Regions from separate parts of the Rattus norvegicus genome. Here region 1 is linked to region 2. A link is a contact called in public Hi-C data. All regions are on one chromosome and are shown on one strand. Each heading gives the region's core, a stretch centred on a gene start, on an enhancer-like site or on the middle of the called end of the contact. The rest is flanking DNA. Distances are from core to core; before and after follow the strand shown. Region 1 has its middle 16 kb from the start of Rnu6-28. Region 2 holds the start of Grk5 (G protein-coupled receptor kinase 5).

Evidence for each region. A called contact is a pair of places that touch in the nucleus more often than the background predicts.
Region 1: a contact with region 2 is called in a Hi-C map of mammary epithelial cells, with 2.2 times the contacts expected there. The contact joins the enhancer-like site here to the promoter of Grk5 in region 2. A contact is called at or near these places in 2 of 12 Hi-C or Micro-C datasets (mammary epithelial cells and psoas muscle).

The regions. Positions count from the first base shown.
Region 1 is chr1:270,249,976-270,253,119 of GRCr8, reverse strand. It overlaps the pseudogene Zfp950. Among named protein-coding and RNA genes, the nearest start is that of Rnu6-28, 16 kb to the right of the region's middle. Within about 2 kb of position 1,604, at least 71 of the 93 cell types and tissues checked have an H3K27ac peak or open chromatin away from gene starts, as enhancers often do.
Region 2 is chr1:270,013,033-270,016,365 of GRCr8, reverse strand. Grk5 (G protein-coupled receptor kinase 5) reads right to left here and starts at 2,030. Exons shown (of 16, transcript NM_030829.2): 1 at 1,794-2,030. The coding sequence starts at 1,845.

The DNA of each region.
Region 1 (3,144 bases), core at 355-2,854, 240 kb before region 2:
TATGTTGCCCTTTCAATACATAGTGATTAGCAGGTAGCTATGGCTCCTGAAAAAAAATCTACCTTCACAGTGTCACTTACTTGATTTTCAGCTAAGAACTTGTGCTACAAGATGAAAATTCCAGAAGCAGTTCTGACTAATTTACATCTGTTTCTGCATGACTTTGAGCTAAGAATGCTACTAAATGTCTTTGTTGTTACATTGTGACCACATTTAGAAGAGGATTTAACTTAGTATGCTTAAGAGTAGGCAAACCTCGGGGTTGGGGATTTAGCTCAGTGGTAGAGCGCTGACATAGCAAGCGCAAGGCCCTGGGTTCGGCCCAGTTCCAAAAAAAAAAAAAAAAAAAAAAAAAAAAAAAGGAAAAAAAAAAGAGTAGGCAAACCTCTGTGAATGTACCTAGACTTCCTAAGTAAAATCTCTAATGCTTCCTTTGTTGAAGAAAAGCATTGCTTTGGAAATGACTCCCATGCTCTCCTTGCCTGCCACAGGGGGAAAATCTTTCTCAGTTCTCCTGCCTTGACTTTTGTAATGGCTACTCTCAGTAGTCAAAGTGATTAAAATTCAGAGTTGGGTACTGTGAGAGATTTTTCTTTATTTTTTAATATTTATTTATTTTGTGTATATGAGTACATTGTAGCAGTTTCAGACACACCAGAAGAGAGCATCTGATCCCACCTCAGATGGTTGTGAGCCACCATGTGGTTGCTGGGAATTGAACTCAGGACCTCTGGAAGAGTAGTCAGTGCTCTTAACCACTGAGATTTTTCTTAATTATAATTTTGGAAGTGGGAAAACAGTTCTTCAATCTGGATCTTTTGAGGTGGTATGATCCACCTTTAATCTAGATCTAGACCACAGCTTCTGGTGGTAGCCTACATATATAAAGGACATTGGAGATAGTAGCTCTTTCCCTTTGTCTGCTTGCCCTAGCTCTGGCTTGCCAGTTTTTTGTTTTGTTTGTTTGTTGTTCGGTTTTTGGTTTGTTTCTGTTTGTTTGTTTCTTTTTTTTTCTGGCACTAGAGCCTATTTCTTTGGAATTCTGATGCATACGGATGATCATCTGAGACATCTAGCAACATGGACTCAACCACTTTCCATTGGTTGACAGCCATTGTTAGACTAATTGGACCACAGCCTGTTAGCCATGCTAATAAACCCACTTTTTACACACATAGAGGGATTCATTCTATCAGTTTTGTGGATTGTTCATCTAGAGAATCTTAAGTACCACAGCTATTTTGCTTGTTTGTTTTTGTTTTTTCCACCTTCCCACTGAGGAAGATGTGCTGGCTAACAATAGCGCTCCACAGTGTTTGTCATCGATTTCTTGCTTGGTGAAAAATAGCTGCAGTTTACCTGAACCCACCATGAAGGCACAAAACAGATATCTTGTTTCCTAAAGTCTCTCTTTGTTAAAATGCTGGCCATCCTTCCACTTGAGGGCCAGATTGAGAACTCTACTGCAAGTTGAGAATTGGGCTATGTAAGTTATTTACCTTGATTCAAGGAGGAAGAAGGGGAAGTGCCTACTGAGTACTGAGGAGAGTTCAAGCAAGGGATGAAGTGACAAGTAGTGAGGGCAGGGTCAATTGCCACAAGGGGAGGAGCAGGCGGCTGAGCAGAGGAACTGGAGTGGTGGGTCCTCCCGGGGCTGGGTGGGAAGACAGACAGGTAGAATATTGGAGGACAGGCACAAGTGCTACTGAAGTGCACATCTCTGCACATCTGGAAAAGCTTTGGCTCTGACCTGGAAGTCTGAGCCAGGAACTTCTATGCTGTGTCCCATCAGCGTACTCTAACCCTAAGGGCAGTGCTTTTGTTACTCAATACTCTCTGGCCAATCAGAGCCTTCAGATGGACCTGCCAGTCAGAAAAGGGGGAGGATCCTTCCGGGTGTCACGCTGTAAGTTCCGCTCTGTTCCTGAGCAGTCTTGAATGTTTTCGTGTGTCCTGCTCTCAACTCTGCTACTGGGCACTGAGAGGGGAGCTCAGGCACGCTCTGAAGTCGCGACATGGTGAGCGCAGGGTCAAGGGCCACAATGGGGAGGAGCAGGCAGCTGAGCAGCGGGAGCTGGTGTGGTGGGTCTTCCCTGGGGCTGGGTGGGGAGTGTCAGCCAGATGCTGACCCGTGAGGTCCCCTGTGTCCTAGTTACTCGCTGGATCCAGCGGTGGCCTCTGAATAACTTCCCTATGGGGATTGTGTATGGGCAAAACATTTGGAGCAGGGACTTGTGTGTAGAAACATCCTTGGTAGGATGCCAAACTCGGGGAGCCATCGTTTGTGTAGTATCTTCTACAGGTTCTGTCCTTAGCATTTACTATTTAGGTGTACAATCCATTTGGAGTTAAGTTCGTGGAGGCTGTAAAAGAAATTTCATGTGTTGGGTAGCGATCCAATATTAAACTGTGATGTAACAGAGAAGAAATCCATGATGTGAAAGAACTACCAGTGCTTAGGGGATAGTAAGGCACACCAAGTAGAATTTAGCTGAGGGAGGACTGCTTCTAAAACACCCCACAGATAAGCATTATGTTAACCAGGCCTGTTAGAGATTAGCGTGCTAGGATACACGTGTTTGTTCACCAGAACACCCCTACAACTAGCCACTAAGCCCATCCTCATATCGAAGAACAGGCCTCTTAACACGCTGCTCAAGGGAGCATTACAGGATCATAACCAACATTAAGGCCTGGTGTGCCATAAAGACCCAGATTTCTTCTTGAGAAAAGCATAGTTCTGCCACACAGGCAAGACTACACCAGGTGACAACCATTTGAAAAGGAAAAACACTGTTGTGTTGAGGTCTGGCCTGATCAAGCAAGGCTTTCCATGAGGCCCTCATGCATAGAGAAGGAAACCCAGGAGCATGATTGCCAGAGCCAGTACAAGACTGAGGCCTTGAGAGTTTTCCCTAAGGCCCTGATGTACTGAGAATTAAATAGAGCTGCTCTAAAGCAAGGAGTATGCTTGTGAGAACTAGTGATGGTCTCCAGGTTGCCAAGGCCTTTGGAAGGGGTTGCTTCACATTCTGAGAACCCAACTTGTCCCACCACATGGGGCTGTGGCTATCAGTCCTAAGTCCACTGTAGGTTTGGTCAGTAATGTTCTTGAGATACCCTGTGTCCTGCTGTGCACCATTG
Region 2 (3,333 bases), core at 781-3,280:
CAGTGCTGAGGGAAGAATAAATAAATAATAGCGTAGAGAATCCTAGGGAGCTGGGCAATAGGAGAACTCAGTGGAACATGCAAAGGCCTCCAGGACTAAAGATTCCCATAGAATCATACCCAGAGATTCCCCAAGAAATAATTTTAGAATAGACCCGGATATTTGTCCAACCTGGAGACCTATACCATTGTGTCCCACCACTAGGTGGCAGGCTGCAAATCTCCCAGGAAGGGGCTTTCTTCACCTCCAGACACTGCTTCCCTAGCTCTACTTCACCAAAAATGTCAGGATAGTGGAGGTGAGGGGGCAAAAACTTCAGTCCCACCTCTAAAAGAGTTAAGTGGAAGGGCAGTAGAGGAGGGAGAACTGAATATCTGAAACGCTACTCAGTTCTCAGAGAATTGCCTCCTTTGGGAACTTCCAAAACAAGCCTGTTTTAGGATGACAAATGATTTGAAAGTGCCAAGATGAGTTGCTGAAACCTAGACAAGGTGGGTTGCTCTATACATCATGTACTGAGCCACGAGGTGATGGAAGGACTGGATAAACACCAGTTGTTTACTGCTGGCCATAAAGTCTTCCTTCATTCATCAAAGTGGCTCAATGAAAATATTATGAAGTAGGGATGGCATTTTCCTGGGCTACTTGCAGAGAATCCTTCTAAAGGGGAAAAACCTTACTCAGTCCACCCTGAATATTAAATACAGCCTTCTCCCAGGAAAGGAAAATAATAACAACAAAACAACAACAACAAAAACCCTCCCCCTTCTTATAGAATGGCTGCACACCAGAATCCAAATGTTGGCAAATAAGATATTACATAAATTCCAAATTTTCCTGAATATGTATGTTTCCATTCCTGCAACACAAACCGTTTAGGACATCGAAGTTTCTGACACACACCCCCCACACACACACCTTTTCAACTCAAGAATCAAAAGTCAAAATACATGGTACAAGGTATTAATAAGGATCTTACCCATCCATTTCCTAACAGCTAAACGCAGGAAATTGAGATGCGTACAAAACATATCTAAACAGCAGCACACTTGCCTATAACTAAGCCTTATCTAACTCAGGGTGGGAGTTGGGACGGTTAATAACAACAATCCATCCTAAATTTTTAATTATTTTCTCAGTGACTTGTAAAGCCACCCTTTCATTATTCTACACACTGGCTAATTCCCCAACATCTTACTTTGCCTTTAAAAGGCTTCCTTCCACACAACGACGGGATTTCCCTAAGAAATTTTCCCAGAGGATGATGATTTCCACCAATAGTCTTTATCAACTCAAGCAAAGACTGGTTTTTGCTAATTCCAATCCCACAACACACACACACACACACACACACACACACACACAGAGAGAGAGAGAGAGAGAGAGAGAGAGAGAGAGAGAGAGAGAGAGAGAGAGAGAGTGAGTTTTCACACTCTTAAAACCATCCCGGGCCAACTCTAAAGGCTGTTTTATTGGCTCGTTTTTTATCCTCTCCTAAAAGAATGCTTTTCCAACTGCCCTTTCAACAGCTGCAGAGACCGCACGATTTCTAAGGTTCAGCTGGAAACTAGAGGATATTTTAGCATCTTAACTCGTCCCTGCAACTGTCTTTGCCCCAATCCTAATCTTCTGAGCCCAAAAGCAAGAGCCCCTCAATATTTGCCGACAGACCTCCAAGCTGTACCCCTCGCACCAACTCACTGCGAGCATCCTGCACGCCCGCTTGTCACCCGACACCCGCACCCCGGCCCGCGGCGAATGCTCTGTGCAAGCACCGGACCACCCGAGCTTACCTTCCCGGGCTTTCAGCAAGACCGTGTTGGCCACGATGTTTTCCAGCTCCATTGACAGTCGGCAGTCAGTGAGGGAGCCGGCCGGCGGGGCTGTCAGCGTCTGGGGTGATGCCGCTGCCGCTGCTCGAGCTGCCGCCGCTGCTGCCAAACCCCAGAGCAAGCAGCCTGCCTCGCTACCGCATTATTCTTTCTACGAGCCCGCGGAGTTTCCCCCTCTGCACCGAAGAGCCGCCGCCGCCGCTTCTTCCTCCCTCTGTGTCCCCCCTCCCCCCTCCCTCAACACTTTCCCCCCCACCCCCCACCCTCCGCGCGTCTCTGTCACTCCATTCTCCTCCCCTCCGGCTCCCTCGGATGCTTTAATGCTTCGGATGCTTCAGCCTCCCCTCGTTCCCCTCCCGGGGGTGTGGTACTCTAGGCTCGAGCCCTGGCACCGCGCAAGCGCCTGCCCGAAAGCACCACCCACCGCGCGCTCTGGACACCGGGAATGAAGGGAATTGTAGTCCGGCGTCTGACGGGGCGGGGGCTGTAGTGCACCGGGACTGTGGTGCAGGACTGCTGCCGGTATGGCGCTGAGCCCAGGCGGCTCAGTCTCGCCGGCAGGCAGTCTCAGTCAAGAACGCCTCGAACGCCTCAGCCAAGGCGGAACCCCGACTCCCGGAGCGTAGAGTCCCTTTCCTGTCCCGCCAAGATCCGAGAAAGCGGAAAGCACAAGCCAAGGCAGGACGCTGCTGTGGGAAGCCCAGGTGTAGAGGCTGAGACCCGAGCGAAGGCGCGCCCCTGGGGTTCCGCGCTGCCCGCCGTCTGCTGCTCACACGCGCCAGGTCGCTGACAAAGGTGCACTTTGTTTCCGGGCAGCAAGGGGTTCGCCAGCCCGGGGCGACCTGGCGGTGGATGGTCTCTAGGCACGTAGCGTGAGCGCCGCCTGGCGACGGCGCGTCTACGCGAACCAGAATGCGGGCACCTAGGACTCCCGGGATCCCCACGCTCAGAGCAGCTTCGCTTCGCAAGCCGGGGGCCCAAAACCCTACGATTTTCATTATAACCAAACATATTGTAGTCAAGTTACTAAAAACACATAAGAAACCGAATCTGCTGTGGGAATGTTAATGAGTAACAAGCCAGGCCAGCGTGAAAAGGCATTCAAATTGCAGGCTTGTTTATCTTGGAAGCACTTGGCTCCTTACACTTTCAGAACCTCGGACTCCAGATCTAGTCCCAGCTCCTATTCCCCCAAAATTCTAATCCTGAGAAATTGGCTCTCCGGTCAACTGGGGTCTTTCGAGGAGAGTCCTAAGGGCTGGGGGCGGGGCTGCCAAGCCCCAGGGAACAATGAGGCCTTTGCCTTCTCTGGGCCTTTCGGGCGGATATCCGTTTTAAAACTAGGTCTGAAGCTTCTGTGTCCAAAAGAAGGAAAAGCCGGCTGTCCCCAGAGCTGCCAGGAAGTAGGGAGGGGCCGAGAGAAATGGAGAACAGTCATTAAGCATTGGCGCTAATGGCATTTTCAGAGTGTAGTCACCAGACTAGTGCTGGTTAATGGTAG